Regions from separate parts of the Mus musculus genome. Here region 2 is linked to region 1. A link is a contact called in public HiChIP or PLAC-seq data. All regions are on one chromosome and are shown on one strand. Each heading gives the region's core, a stretch centred on a gene start, on an enhancer-like site or on the middle of the called end of the contact. The rest is flanking DNA. Distances are from core to core; before and after follow the strand shown. Region 1 has its middle 14 kb from the start of 4930578M01Rik. Region 2 overlaps Fmnl3 (formin-like 3).

Evidence for each region. HiChIP or PLAC-seq counts read pairs in DNA pulled down with a chosen protein or histone mark.
Region 2: an H3K4me3 HiChIP or PLAC-seq map of bone marrow-derived macrophages shows a contact between it and region 1, with 2.6 times the contacts expected there. The contact joins two enhancer-like sites. A contact is called at or near these places in 2 of 115 datasets of contacts at active chromatin or transcription factors (bone marrow-derived macrophages and extraembryonic endoderm stem cells).

Annotation. Positions count from the first base shown.
Region 1 is chr15:98,996,876-99,003,602 of GRCm38.p6, forward strand. No RefSeq gene overlaps it. Among named protein-coding and RNA genes, the nearest start is that of 4930578M01Rik, 14 kb to the left of the region's middle. Within about 2 kb of position 4,971, at least 44 of the 459 cell types and tissues checked have an H3K27ac peak or open chromatin away from gene starts, as enhancers often do. A contact at or near this core is called in bone marrow-derived macrophages, where this site is marked.
Region 2 is chr15:99,329,019-99,335,942 of GRCm38.p6, forward strand. Fmnl3 (formin-like 3) reads right to left here. Exons shown (of 27, transcript NM_011711.2): 3 at 6,670-6,750; 4 at 5,836-5,912; 5 at 2,969-3,052; 6 at 262-414. Among named protein-coding and RNA genes, the nearest start is that of Gm22951, 36 kb to the right of the region's middle. Within about 2 kb of position 4,088, at least 292 of the 459 cell types and tissues checked have an H3K27ac peak or open chromatin away from gene starts, as enhancers often do. A contact at or near this core is called in bone marrow-derived macrophages, where this site is marked.

The sequences.
Region 1 (6,727 bases), core at 3,721-6,220:
CTCAGCCCCAGGCATGATTCTTGATTACAGGAAAGGTTTGAAGAAGAAGGCTTTTCAAAATGCTGCATTGTGGAGTAAAAACAGAGGCGTCATTTCAGTCCTTGTGAGGAAGCTCCCAGTTTGGGGCTGATCAGAGCAAAGCCAAATGCCATCTGGTTGGAAAGGAACCGTGAAATCTTAGAGGTGGGAGCTGATGATCTGTGGTTGCTTTCCAGAATGGAGCTGGCAAGAGCCAGGCCTGGTGGGACAGGCTTCTGATCACAGCTACTAGGGAGGCTGAGGCAGTATCGTGGGGGCATCCACCAGAGAAGACCGGTGAGACAGGGATGTAAGCCAATAGAAAGTCTTTATTAGCTGGCAGAGACTATACTGGGTGTTCAAATCCCACCGTAGCACTAAGCCTTTCTCAGGTAAGCTTTTAAGCACAAAAACCATGTCCTGGATCGACATCCTTCGGTAAACAAGAACAATTAGCCAGGAGCAGAACTACAGAAGCCAAAAAGCAAGCTTAGTACATTTAGAGACTTTCCCAGAGCTATGGACGTTGATGGATTAGGTCTTTGTTTTAGTTTTGGCAGGTGGTGCTGTCTAAGTGCTGAGTTCTACAGCCTGAATGGTACGGAGTCAGTTGTGCTAAGACCCGCAGCCCTGTTACAGTAGGAGTAGGAAGTTCTCAAGCTCAAGGCATACCTGTCTACAGAGACCGTAGTTAGTACGGCATGTGTAAATCCCTAATGAAAAGGTACAGGGTCCAAAATGCTGCTCAGCTCAGAGAAGGCAACTTGTAAGGACTCTGGTGGGGGGCCGTGGTGTGGCTCAGTGGGTAGAGTGTTCGCCTAACATGCAGGAAGTCCTGAGTTTGAGCCCCAGCACCACCTAAGCCAAGTATGATGGTGACATAGTTGCAATCCTAGCACTCAGGAGGTGTAAGAGTTCAAGGCCATCCTTAGCTACATAGTGAATTCTAGGTCAGCCTTGTCTAGAGAGTGTGACCCTGTCTCAAATAGAAAAATAAGAGAAATGGAAAAGAGCCCAAACTTACTTTCTGAGGGTTTGATAAAACACATTCTTTGTATCACAGCAAACCAATAAACAATCCTCATTGTGATGTTAATGCTAATTGTCAGCTTGATAGACAACAAAGATGGGCACCCTTGGTGGTATGCCTCTGGAAGATTCTCTCGGTTGCCTTGAGGCCGGATCCATTGTGTGTGCAGCGGGGCCCATTCATTCCCTGGTGGATCCTGGACTGTGTAACTGGAGAGGGGGATTGGGCAGCAGCTTGTATCCATTGCTTTTCCTGGCTGTGGAGGCAAAGGGACCTCTGTTTTAAGCTGCTGATGTCTGGACTTCCCTGATAAGATGGACGGTTGTGCGGGGTCTCTGCACACACAAGCTGGCAGAGTGTCTGTCTCCGTGAGCCAAGAAGAAAGTCTGGTTGGTCCAAACTTCAAAGACTCTGGACACCGGGAAGTTTATTTTAGGCACATTTAAGTACAGTACAAACTGGAAAAAAGTTTCCCGGTGTAACACAATCCTGTGTGTACAATAAAAGCTGTGTGAACAATGACATCAAAACTCTTTCCAAAGTACATGTCACCTCTTCCCTGAAGACGGGTTCTATAGATAGACTACAGTGTCATCTGAAGGGCCTGGGAAAGATCCAGTGTGTTCTCAGCCATATAGGACAGAGGTCACCCTGGCTACTAACCACACCCATTCCCAGCCTCCTGGGTGGAGAAGAGGTAGGTTATAATCTCATCTCTTCCCCGAGTGTTTACCTTCCCTGGCCTCTCAAGTGGGGGTGGAGGTGGGGGTGGGGGTCGAATCTCAGATAATGTGCATATGAGACATTTATCATTCCGAGCAGCAAAGTTGCCGATATGAAGTAGCAATGAAATAGCTTTATGGTTGGGGGTCATCACAACATGAGGGACTGTGTTAAAGGGCTGCAGCCTCAGGAAGGCTGACAGTATCTGTTCCAGTACTTTTCAGTGAACACAAGGACCTCGTGCCCTCTACAGAACCGCGAACCACAGGAAACAATAAACCCTTTCTCCTCTGCTAAGTTGCCTTTGTTTGCTGTTTTATCCCAGCCACAGGAAAAGGAACTGAGACACGAATTTTCTAAATAAAATAAAATAAAATTCTCAGATGCTGGAGAGATGGCTCAGCGGTTAAGAGCACTGACTGCTCTTCCAGAGGTCCTGAGTTCAAATCCCAGCAACCACATGGTGGCTCACAATCATCTCTAATGGGATCCGATGCCCTCCTCTGGTGTGTCTGTAGACAGCTACAGTGTACTTATATACATAAAATAAATAAATAAATCTTTTAAAAAATCCTCACAAGGAAACCTAGGCAATAGTGATGCATGCCTTTAGTACCAACACCCAGAGGCAGAGGCGGGCAGATCCCCAAGTTCGAGGCCAGGCTGGTCTACAGAGATCCAAGTCTGCCAGGGCTACCTAGTGAGACTCAATTTTGAAAAGGAAACAAAAACAAACAACTTGTCTAGGGAGCTTGGAGAGACGGCTAGTTCTCGTAGAACCTATTGCCCTTAGCAAGGAGGACTTAAGTTCTGTTCCAAGTGCACAAATGACAGCTTGTAACTATCTGTTTCTATCCGTAACTATCAGTAACTATCCGGTTTCAAGGGATCTGACACACTCTCTCTTGGTCTCTTTTGACACCAAGTGCATGTGGTACAAACTTACACGAAAAAACAAAAACAAAAACAAAAACAAAAACACAACACCCCACTCATACACATTTTTCAAAAGAGCCTTCTGAAAAACCAAACAAGCAAACAAAACTGCTAACAGGAAAGCTGGGAATTATGGGAATCATTAGTTCAGCAGACAGAATGCTTGCCAAGCAGGCAACAGGTCCAGGGGGTCGATCCTTAACACGACATAAATCAGATGTGGGAGCATATGCCTGCAATTCTAGCACTTACGGAGGCAGGAGGATTTGTAGTTCAAGGTCAGCCTCCTCTATCTATCATCTATCTATCTATCTATCTATCTATCTATCTATCTATCTATCTATCTATCATCTATCTATTTATCATTTGAGGTCAACTAGGATATAGGAGACTGTATAAAAAGCAATAATAACCCTTCGGGCTGGAGAGATGGCTCAGCGGTTAAGAGCACTGACCGCTCTTCCAGAGGTCCTGAGTTCAATACCCAGCAACCACATGGTGGCTCACAACCATCTGTAATGGGATCCGATGCCCTCTTCTGGTGTGTCTGTAGACAGCTACAGTGTACTCATATAAATAACAATAAATAAATCTTAAAAAAAAAAAAAAAAAAAAAACCCTCGCCCAGCATGGTGGTGCACATCTTTAATCCCAGCACTTGGGAGGCAGACGAATTTCTGAGTTTGGGGCCAGCCTGGTCTACAGAGTGAGTTTGTCTTGAAAAACAAAAAACAAACAAACAAACAAACAAACCCAACCTCAAACCCACCAAGGTTATACTTTTAGAATACAAAATATTTGATTATATTGGGCTGAGAGACGGCTCAGCAGTTACGACAGGTGTCTCAGAATGTCAGAGCCAAAGACACCTCTAAGAAGACACTTCCTGGTGCCCTCAGGTTGCTCTGTGGAGACCGGGGCCTGAGAGGAGCCCCCAGGGCCTGGAGTTACCAAGGCCACGTAGAAGAGCAGAAGCGTGCCTCCAATCTCTGAAATGAGAGACGGAGTATGGCGAGTTCTGGAAAATGTCCACTAGAAGGTAACATCAGCTAACTGTCCACGCAGGGTTATTTTTATTTGAATGCATAACCAGGACTCGGGGTTTTCTCCCAAAAGATTCCAGTAGGGGGCAGCAAACATTAGCATGGATCTCAAGCTTACAATTCTTTTACTGTGTGAGAATACTTTAAAACCGTTTATTAAAAAGACTTATCTATGTGTTTGAGTGTATGTACACCATATGTGTTGCCTGGTTGCCACAGTTGTCTGATGAGGGGTTGCATCCCCTGGAACTGGAGTTGGGATGGTTGTGAGCCACCGTGTGGGAGCTGGGATTTGTACTCTATATCCTCTGCAAGAGCAGCTGGTGCTCTTAGCCTCTGAGCCATCTCTCCTGCTCCCAAATAAATCTTACAGGAAAGAGCTTCCACACAACTTGACCTATGTTTTATCTTATCAACCTATAATCGTGTCCCGTGTCCCTGAAAAGCTGCCTTGTGATCCCATGTATGAAAGCAGAGGGGAGCAGTGGGAGGAGACAGGAGACTTAGGAAGAGAGGGCAGCTGGGCGAAGGCCAGCCTCAGCTACAGGGGACCCTGTCTCAAAAGGAGAGGAAAATGAAAAACCATGCAAGACACTGCGGCACATTCCCGTGATCCTAGCGCTTGGAAGGCAGAGAAAGGATTGCCTAGAGTTCTCTCCACAGCCAGCTTAGGCCAGCCCTGGCTATATAATAAAACCCTGTCTCAAAATAAAAACATTCCTTCATCCCCCTCTGAGCCACTGATACCTTGTCGTCCGTCCACCACCCCCACCCCCCCCCACCCCCGCCCGGGAGACACAAAGGCCCGTTCTTTCCACAGAGGGCGCCAGCACACCAAGGACCAATTCCACCCAAGTTGAACTTCTGATGAGTCAGTGAGTTTATCTGAACATGGGTGACCCCCAAACAGCCGAATCCCGAAGACCCGCCCCCGCGTAGGAGCCAGCCTCCTGAAAGCTGCATAGCTTTAACGATGAATCTTTTACTTCCTGTACATACTAATACCCCAGGAGTCCAGAGCCGCTGGCGCAGTATCCCCTGCACCGGGGGCTGGTGCCCAGGAGGGTGTGACTGCAGCCTGGGCTGAGAGTCGTTGGATGAGGGAATGGAGGCCGGCCTGATCTTGGTGGGGTCGCAGCTGCTCTGCTGAGAATGTGACAGCTCTGTTCTGGACAGAAGGCAGCGGCAAAGCGGGAACTACGGGAGCTGCCTAAGTCACACGTGGCTGTTGAGAACTGCAGACTCAGCATTCTTGAGAAGCCAGCGCCTGCCCTGGGGCTATCTTTTGACCTTTTGTCTTCCTCTTCTTCCTCCCCACTTTACCTCCCCTCTCCAACCCCTCCCATCTCCTCCGCTACCCCCCCCCCCCTTTAATTTTTGAAACCAGCTCTCAGACCATGCTGGCCTGGAACTCAAAAAGCTCCACCCACCTGCCCCTGCTTTGGAGATCCCAGAGCCATGGGATACCTGCCCAGGAGAGCTGCACACAGGAGTGGAACAGTGACATCAGACATGGACTACAGGATTTGGGATTTGCCTGGGCCAGGTTTCGGCCTTGCTTTGGTCTAGGATTCCCTCACTGTGCCCCACTTCCTCCTCTTGGAACTATAATCTCTATTCTGTGCCGCTGTGTGTCGGCAGAATGTAGTTTACTTTTCAATTTTACTGAGGGTTACAGTTAAGAGATGGCCTGGTCTTTAAGTGTTTGGACCTACACAGAAAGGTCCGGGGAACCTGACTTGGGGAACAAGGGGATGAAGAAAGACACACAGGCAAACGGAAGGAGAAGCAGGGTCTGGGGAGAACTGTGGGACTGTGATAGGCAGCCTATTTTGGTTGAATGGGGCTTGCTCCTGTGACCCAATAGAGAAATCTACAAGGGACGGAAAGGCGAGCCACGTTCCCAGAATCAGGTGACTGTCCATAATTCTGTGACTATCAGTCTTGCAGACAATGTGCCAAGCTTCGGGCATTCTGGCTAGACTCCACCCTCACAGTTACCTGTCTATAGCCAGATATGTTCCTCCCCACAGTTACCTGGCAACAGCAAGATAGCCCAGCCCACTATAAAAGGGGCTGCTTGGACCCTCCTAGCTCTCTTAAGCTCTTACCTTTCTTACTCTCTAGCCCTACTTCTCTCTCCCTTTCCCCCTCTCTCCACGTGCTTGAAGGATGGGAGCCCGGTGTCTAACCTCCCGCCAGAAGGCCATCCCGTGCTCCAGCCACGGATCTGACCAAGGACTCACACCCACATGGGAACCATCCAGGACCCCCTCTCCCCCTGCACTCTCCTCCCCTCATCCCCGGGGCCCAGTGCTGTCCCCGGGGCCCTTATTCTGTTCTCAGCTCCTCCTCCGTATCCAGCGTGGGATGCCGGAGGCTGAGAACCTGGTACCTAGGGCTGACCCTTGTCCACCACCCACCGTGTGGGCTCAGTGGCTTCACACAGCCCAGATGTCCACCTGGGGCCGCGTGAAAAGCGTGCGCAGTCCTCCCGTGTCGCCCGCCCAGAACACCAGAACTCTGGCGGGTCGTGGACTCTCTCCCATTCCCCTCTTTCCCCCACACCCACGGCCCCGCAGAGAACTGTACCACCAGCAGCCTGGGAACCAGGCATGTAGACCCTTGGAGGAGGCAGCTTCAATCCCAAGCAGGGGAGGCATTGACATCCTTGCCGTGGTCATGCTCCCATGACAACACTGCACAGTTAACTCAGGACTCCACATGCTTAAGTGAAGTTAAATTAAATAAAACTTGTGATCTGGGGGCTGGTGAGATGGCTCAGTGGGTTAGAGCACCCGACTGCTCTTCCGAAGGTGCAGAGTTCAAATCCCAGCAACCACATGGTGGCTCACAACCATCCGTAACAAGATCTGACCCCCTCTTCTGGAGTGTCTGAAGACAGCTACAATGTACTTACATATAATAAATAAATAAATAAATCTTTAAAAAAAAAAAAAAAAAAAAAAAACTTGTG
Region 2 (6,924 bases), core at 2,838-5,337, 330 kb after region 1:
TGGCTAGGAGAGAGTGAGGACGGGGAAGGGGACAGCTGGAGCATCAGGGGGGACAGAGGAGGACCATGTACTTACCCAGGACAGACCGCTGGGCAGAGTCAGGGAGAGAGAGGACAGATCAGAGACAGGCGAACAGGCAGAGGGCAAGAGAGCTGAGCCTGGAAGCAAGAGTGGAGGGGGGAGCGTAAGCACTCACCGGGTCACCAAGACCGGGGCTGGGGCTGGGGTGGGAGGCAGGGGGCAGAGTAAGCGCGCACATACCGGAGCACGGACTGACGCGCAGAGCGAGCGAGGCTGTTGGTGAAGGGGGCCGACAGGGCGTTGGGCGGTTGCAGGTCCTCGATTGACCTGCTCCAGGACCGGAGCTTGTCAAATGCACCGTCATCACCACTCTCCAGACCCTCAAAGTCAAACCTAGAGCATGAGAGGACACGCACATGCACACACGCAGGCACATATACAAGGGAAGTTCTGTGCCAAGCCCCCAGCAAGCCCATCTCCCCCTCTTCAGGCCTCTGTGGCAAACAAAAAGCAGGGGCAGCAAGAAGAGGAGACAGAGTTAGGCATGGGAGACCTGATCCTGGTTGGAGCTACCAACGTAAGGCAGGGCAGAGGAGGCCTGGACAGCTCTAGGAGAGGGGAGTCTCAAGTCTTCTCCATGGCCCAAGGGCTGTGAGGGCTGGCAGGCTTCCTGTGCTCCCAGCCTCAAATGGGACATCTTAAATCACCATGACTCTACTTAAATATCTGTACCAAAGATGCTGGAGGGAAATGAGCCAACTGCAGGTCCTACTCAGTGGCCAGTGGCAGTGACCAAGAGACTCCGAGCACCCTAAAGTAGCCCAGCTCATCAAGAGCTGGACAGGTCTGAAAAGAAAAGAATTAGGATTCTGAAAAGCCAGAGGTGGCCCTTTAAGCTCAGCCAGTACACCACTGTCTCACACTACTAACTGCCTTCTGTGGTTTGGCTTGTTTAGCTTTGTCAGTGCTGAGGAGTGAGCCAGGGGTCTCCTGCCAGGCCAGTATGCTCATAGGAGGTCTCCTAGTGAGCTACATCCCAGGCCTAGCTCTCTTAATGGTGGATGTTTTATGACTGAGGCTTCTATGTCTTTCTCCTCATCTTCAGCTTCCCTGGAACTGGGAGCTGAGAACTGTGAAGAGGGAGGTATTCTAGCCCCTGAGGAAGTGAGTGTTGTTTCTGGTTACTTCCTGCAACAGGTCTGTTACCATAAGTAGCAGTGTCCAGAGCAAAGAGGTCAGCTGACATCACACAACACTCTCTTACATCCCCAGCCCCTATCTCACTGGTCCCTCCTGCCCTGTACCCCAGCCTCTAAGAACTGGGGCATATCTCCCAAAGGCTTTCCCCCATAGGACATTTTGCCCACTGTGAACGCCCAGTGTCAAAGGCTGGGGCTTTCTGGAACAAAGGGTACCCACAGAGGAGAGGCTGCCAGGGTCAGGAGGTGTCCTGACAGGTGGCATGTAACAGGGTGACCCAGCCATGGATCACCCCTTTCCTCTCGAGCCATTCCAAAACACTGTCTCTTGCTCCCTGGACTCTACTTTCAAAGGCACTGACTGCCCTGGACACCAAAGTGTAGTCTTGGTTTGGAGCAATGGGATTGTTTGCTTTTTCAAGAAAGACAGGCATATTTGGGGAAATGATCTATATCTTTTTACTATAAAAGTTCTGAACTAAAAATTCACTTAAGCAAAACTTCCCCATTTTTTTCTATAAAAAGATTATTTAAAGGGACAGGAGAACCGTGAAGTAGGACTTCCACAGAGATGTGGATGGGAAGCAGGTTACTCTGGCTTTAAAGAGAATGACCTGCAAGTGGGATGGGAAGCTAAACCTGGGAGACATTGCTAGGTCCCCTGGAGGAAACACACTGGACCAAGAAGAGCCATAAGGGCAGGGACAGTGGACAAGCAGATGTCTAGGCAAGGTCCAAGGCTCAAGACCCGGATTTCTGCAGACTAGGGACTTTCAGTTCGGGACCCATGGGAAGCTGAGAGCAAACCTGGACTGTCCTCCTTAGGCTGACTTGTCTAACTAAAGTGTAAGCCTGCATATGCTGCTAACTTCATTTACTATCACAGTTAGCCTTCTTTCTCTATGTCCAAAGATTAGAGGCAGGCTTATCACCTGGGTGATAACTAACAGCAGAGCAGCCACCAGGGGAGGAGGCTAAGAGGGATACACACCTTCCCATCTAATTTGTTTAGTCAGGAGGACAAAGGTACCTGAGGTTCCACAGATAGTGCACAACACAACTTTGACTCCAAAAGCTCTCATTCACTGCACCTCACCATGCTTGCTCTCCTGTGCTAACCAACAGCTAACTCCCTCCATATGAAAAGGATGTCTTGAAAATGCTCCCAAATACTTATTCGATCTGTTCGGGTCGAAGGTCACCACGCTCACTGGCCTTCCTCAACAATAGGCCTATAGTCACCCTCTCACATCTCAGGGCCCAAGCTGCCTCATGAAGACTCAATGTTGTTGAAATGATGAAACCCTAAGGAGCCTGTCTCCTGAGGATCCAGGCTATTTCCTGGAGGTCCTGCAGCCTGGTACTTGGATCACTTGGCTTCTGACTCCAAGCTCCCTTGCCGGACTGTTCTCTTCATGCTCCCTAGAACATGTCTTCTACTCCAGCTAACTTTCCAGTCCTTGCTGATGCCTGCTATTCCCTTGTCTTGCCTGCTCATGTCTGCAGCAACACTTGAGCTACTTCCTCCTGCTCTGGGGATGCCCATGCCCACCTTCTCTGTTGGAATCTCACTCTTCCTTTTTCTTTCCCACCCCACATTTCCCCCATGCTGGAGCCTGACACCTCAGCCTCAGCACATGGCAGGCAATGCTCTGCTGGCTTGCATTCCCAGCCCTCATCCTTCTTCTAAATAGATGGGGACTGTCTGCTTCCCAGTGAGTCCCCAACCTTTGCCCTGTGGTACTTACATGACAGAACACTGGGCAAATGACAGGTAATCCACCAGCACGTCCAGGCCTTTGTTCTCATCATTGAGAAACTCCCTCACCCACCTGCAGATACAGCAAACACAGTGGATGTAGTGTGCAAACTGGCTTGGTTTGGTGGAGGCTCTGACCCAGCAATCTAGCCCTCAATAAATTTGCTCTCTTGCATGCTACTGGAACCTACTATCAGGCTGAGAAAATCCTGAAAACCATAACCTATGACAGGCCCCTATGTGGTCATGCTGCCAGCCTGGACTTCCCAGAGGCAGGAGAATACATCACAAATGGGCTTCAGCCAGATGAGATTCTAGCCAGTCTCTCCTCTTGGGCCAGGTTATAACCCCATTATTTCCTGTGTCCCTTTGATCTGATACAATGCTAGGCATGAAGTCCTTTTCCACCATGTGCTGGAGGAATTGGGGAGGCATCCAGAGCATTCACCACTCACAGAGCTGGGCCTGGAAAAGCCTGCAAGTCCCTAGTGCCATAAATCTCAAAGAGAGCCTTACAGGGCCAGAGGGCTCACCGCTGAGTTCAATTTTGAGAAGCAATGAGCAAAGATGGTTGTGAGAGTTCTGTGTTCGGCTGGAGTGGGTCCGGCAGAACCAAAAAAGCTTAGGGAACATACACGCTCCAGTCATGGCTCTCCCAGGAAGATGGCAATGTGGAAAGGCAGGCAGGTGAGCAGACAGGAGGACAATGACCTGGGGCATTTTTGCTTTCCCTTTGGCCTATGCTAACTCTGGAATAAAAGTGAAGAGCAAACTCCCTTAGAATTGGTGGGGGGTTGTGACAGGTCTATTTCAGTGCAGAGACATTAAACCCCTCAGGATGGAAGCCTTGTTCTCCTGAGTACTCTAGTCCTCCTGAAATGTCCATGGAACTACATAGTCCAGCTGTGTCCAAACTGCCCTGCAGGGCTGTGTCTACCCCACAGCTGGAACACCAGCTCCATCCTGGCTAGCCACACCCGCAGCTGAGAGGCTGGCGCTAGAGCACCAGGCTTGGCTGATTTGCCAGCAAAGCTCCAGCTGAAGCTGACACTGGAGCTGCCTCAAGTTAGCTTCCTCTCTGGGGGCCGACAGGCCTCCCATTTCCTGTCTGTCTGCTCTCCAGCTCCCCACCCCCTTCTCATTTCCTGTCTGAGTCTACACTGCTATTTTAGGGATCCTGACACTTTGAGGGGAGGTTAAAGGGCACTTTGACAAGGCAGAAAACCAATACAAACCACAAGAGCTAGAGGGCCCTGGAATCCTACTCAGGCAGCCTCAGCCCAGAGCAAGAGACCCCATACACCGCGGGCCTCACTCCTGCAGGACCCCGTCCATCTGGCTGTAAGCAAAGCAGGATCCCCTTCTCACTTGGTCCTGGCCTCCTTCCACCCCTGACTAGCCTGACAAGCTTCCTGAAGAGAAGGATCCTGTCTCCTCATAGAACTACCCAGAGAAGCCTCAGATTAGATGGCACGGGCTTAACTCTTCCCTGGGAACCAAGGGCTGGGTCTAGACCTCAAACTTGTGAGCCAATGCTAAGAAGCCCTGGGGCCTGGAACTGTGCTAACCACAGGGGACTGTTTCTTTGTGCTCCTCTGCCAAGGAGAGCAGACCCCCCATCCTCCCACCAGTTACAGCAGGACTTAGAGAAGACGGCAAGGCCTGAGAGAGGCCCGGGGTGCTCAGGACTGCCACAGTGTCACTCTCAACCACACACAAAGCCTAAGTGATGCACTCTCCTAGTTTTCCTTCTGTGAGATTCTTAAGGGTGGGAGTGGGGACAGCAGGGTTTGGCCACACCTTTCTTGGTGGCTTTCCATGTCTGGGTCACAGATGACTGTAGTGTGGAAGCCATGCTTTGGCTACCACAGCGCAGCTCCCAACACCAGGAAGGGTCCCTTTCCTGTCCTCTCCTGTGCTGCTTCCCTTCTGAGTGCTGTTGCAGCTGGCTACATACAGATGTCCTCTCCCTCTAAAGGGGTCCAGGCACATCAGGCCTGGGGCAGACACGTAGGCTGCGCTTGACAAAAGAGGAAAAGCTGGTGATGTCAGTGGCTCTTTCCACCTTACTCTCAGAAAGCTCAGGGACGCAGGCTGGCATCTACCCAGAAACCCACTTCACCCTTCACTGCTCTCACTGAGGCACCCCTACCTGAAGTGCTGCGGTCTTAGTTCACTGTCCCTTCTGTGTGGCCACTCTTTCCAGTTGTTTCTTACTCTTGCTGGAACAGCTTCATGGGACAGAGGCGCTGTACTCTCCCTGAGCCTCAGCATCAGCCCTTAGCTTCCTCAGCAACCCCTGGTTCCCTGATCAGGCTGAAAGTCTTGCACAGACCCTGGGGCCCACTCAGCGCACTGGCAGCAATAGGATCTGTGAGCACGGGAGACAGCCAACGCCTGATCCTGTCTTACACCTCCAGTGCTTTAGGAAGCCTCTTCTGCTCATGTACAAAGATTATTTTCTTTCAAACAAATAAGTAATCTCTATACCAAAAAATCTAACTAGTCACCAATTAGTAACTAATTTCATTGTTCAATATAATACATCTCACGTCCCAACCTTTGCCAGGCCTTTCTTGGCCCAGTACCAGACCACAGGCAGACTCTGGTCTCAGCTGCTATGGGAATGTCTTCCAGTCAAAGCCACAGGACCCCAAGAGAGGCCCCAAGCTTGCCAGAAGTAACCGGTCAGCAGCTGGCAGTACAGAAGGGCAGAAAAGCCAGAAATGGCACGTCTAAAGCTCTGTGGAGCCAGATGCTATTCATGGCCGGAAGGATAAACCAAAAAAGGGGACCCAAACCTGTGTGGGAGGCAGTGTCTGGTGTCAGGGAGAGCAGATGACAAACCTGACTTACCCAATGTGATTGGTGCGAAGTGAGATCTCCAGCTCCCGTAGGACTTTAGTGGACTCCTGCACTCTCCTCCGGAACTTCTGTAAACAGGGAGCCTCTGTCACTTGATGGGCATTCCCTGCCAACCATCTTTCTTTTCCTTTTTTTTCTTTTTTTCTAAGGCAGGGTTTCTCTGTGTAGCCTTGGCTGTCCTGGAACTCACTGTGTAGATCAGGTTGGCCTCACACTCAGAGAGCTCCCTGCCTCTGCCTCCTGAGTGCTTCGATGAAAGTCATGCACCACCACGCCTGCCCCCTCTCGATTTTATTTATTTATATTTTTGTGTATGAGTGCTTTGCCTGCCTGCATGTCTATGGACCGTGTGCATGCACTGCCTAAAGGGGCCAGAAGACAACACTGGAGTTCTGGGAACTGCAGTTACAAGAGTTGTAAGACGCTGTGGATGTTAGGAACTGAGGCTGGCTCCTCTGGGAAAACAGCATGGTCTTTTAACTGCTGAGTCATCTCTCTAACCTCTTTCTCAACCCTGTCTATGTTTGAGGAGGATGTATGCAGCATCTTGCGATGTAGCTCAGGTTAGTCTGGAACCCACAATCCTCTTGCCTCAGTCTTCTAAGTGTATCACAGCCATACACTACCATACCCAGCTATCCAATTTTATACTATAAATAAAGGAGGCAGAGAAGAAAACACAGGGAGTGCAATTACAGGCTTCCCTCTAGCTCTGGACAGTCACTTTAGACCTCAAAGCCCGGATATTCAACTCCCATTAATCAAGAATCAATGTCAAGGCAAAAGGTCTGTGCCTAAACAGGGACTTTCTGTCTTGTACTTTACCTTCCGTGTTACATTGGGGTCCAAGAAGCTCTGGAGTTTCTGGATATAGGTGTGGGGAGGATTCTTTACTTGAAATCTTTCCTGAAAGGAAAACGCACATGTATGCACACAGAAACACAATGTTCATGGAGGGTGCTAAGGAAGGAGGATGCCTACACTGCTCAATTTGAGGGAACTCAGCCTCTAGTTGTCCCTTGGCACCATCCAAACCCTAAGTTCCCTTCCTTGACGATCCTTACGCATGTCCTAACTGCG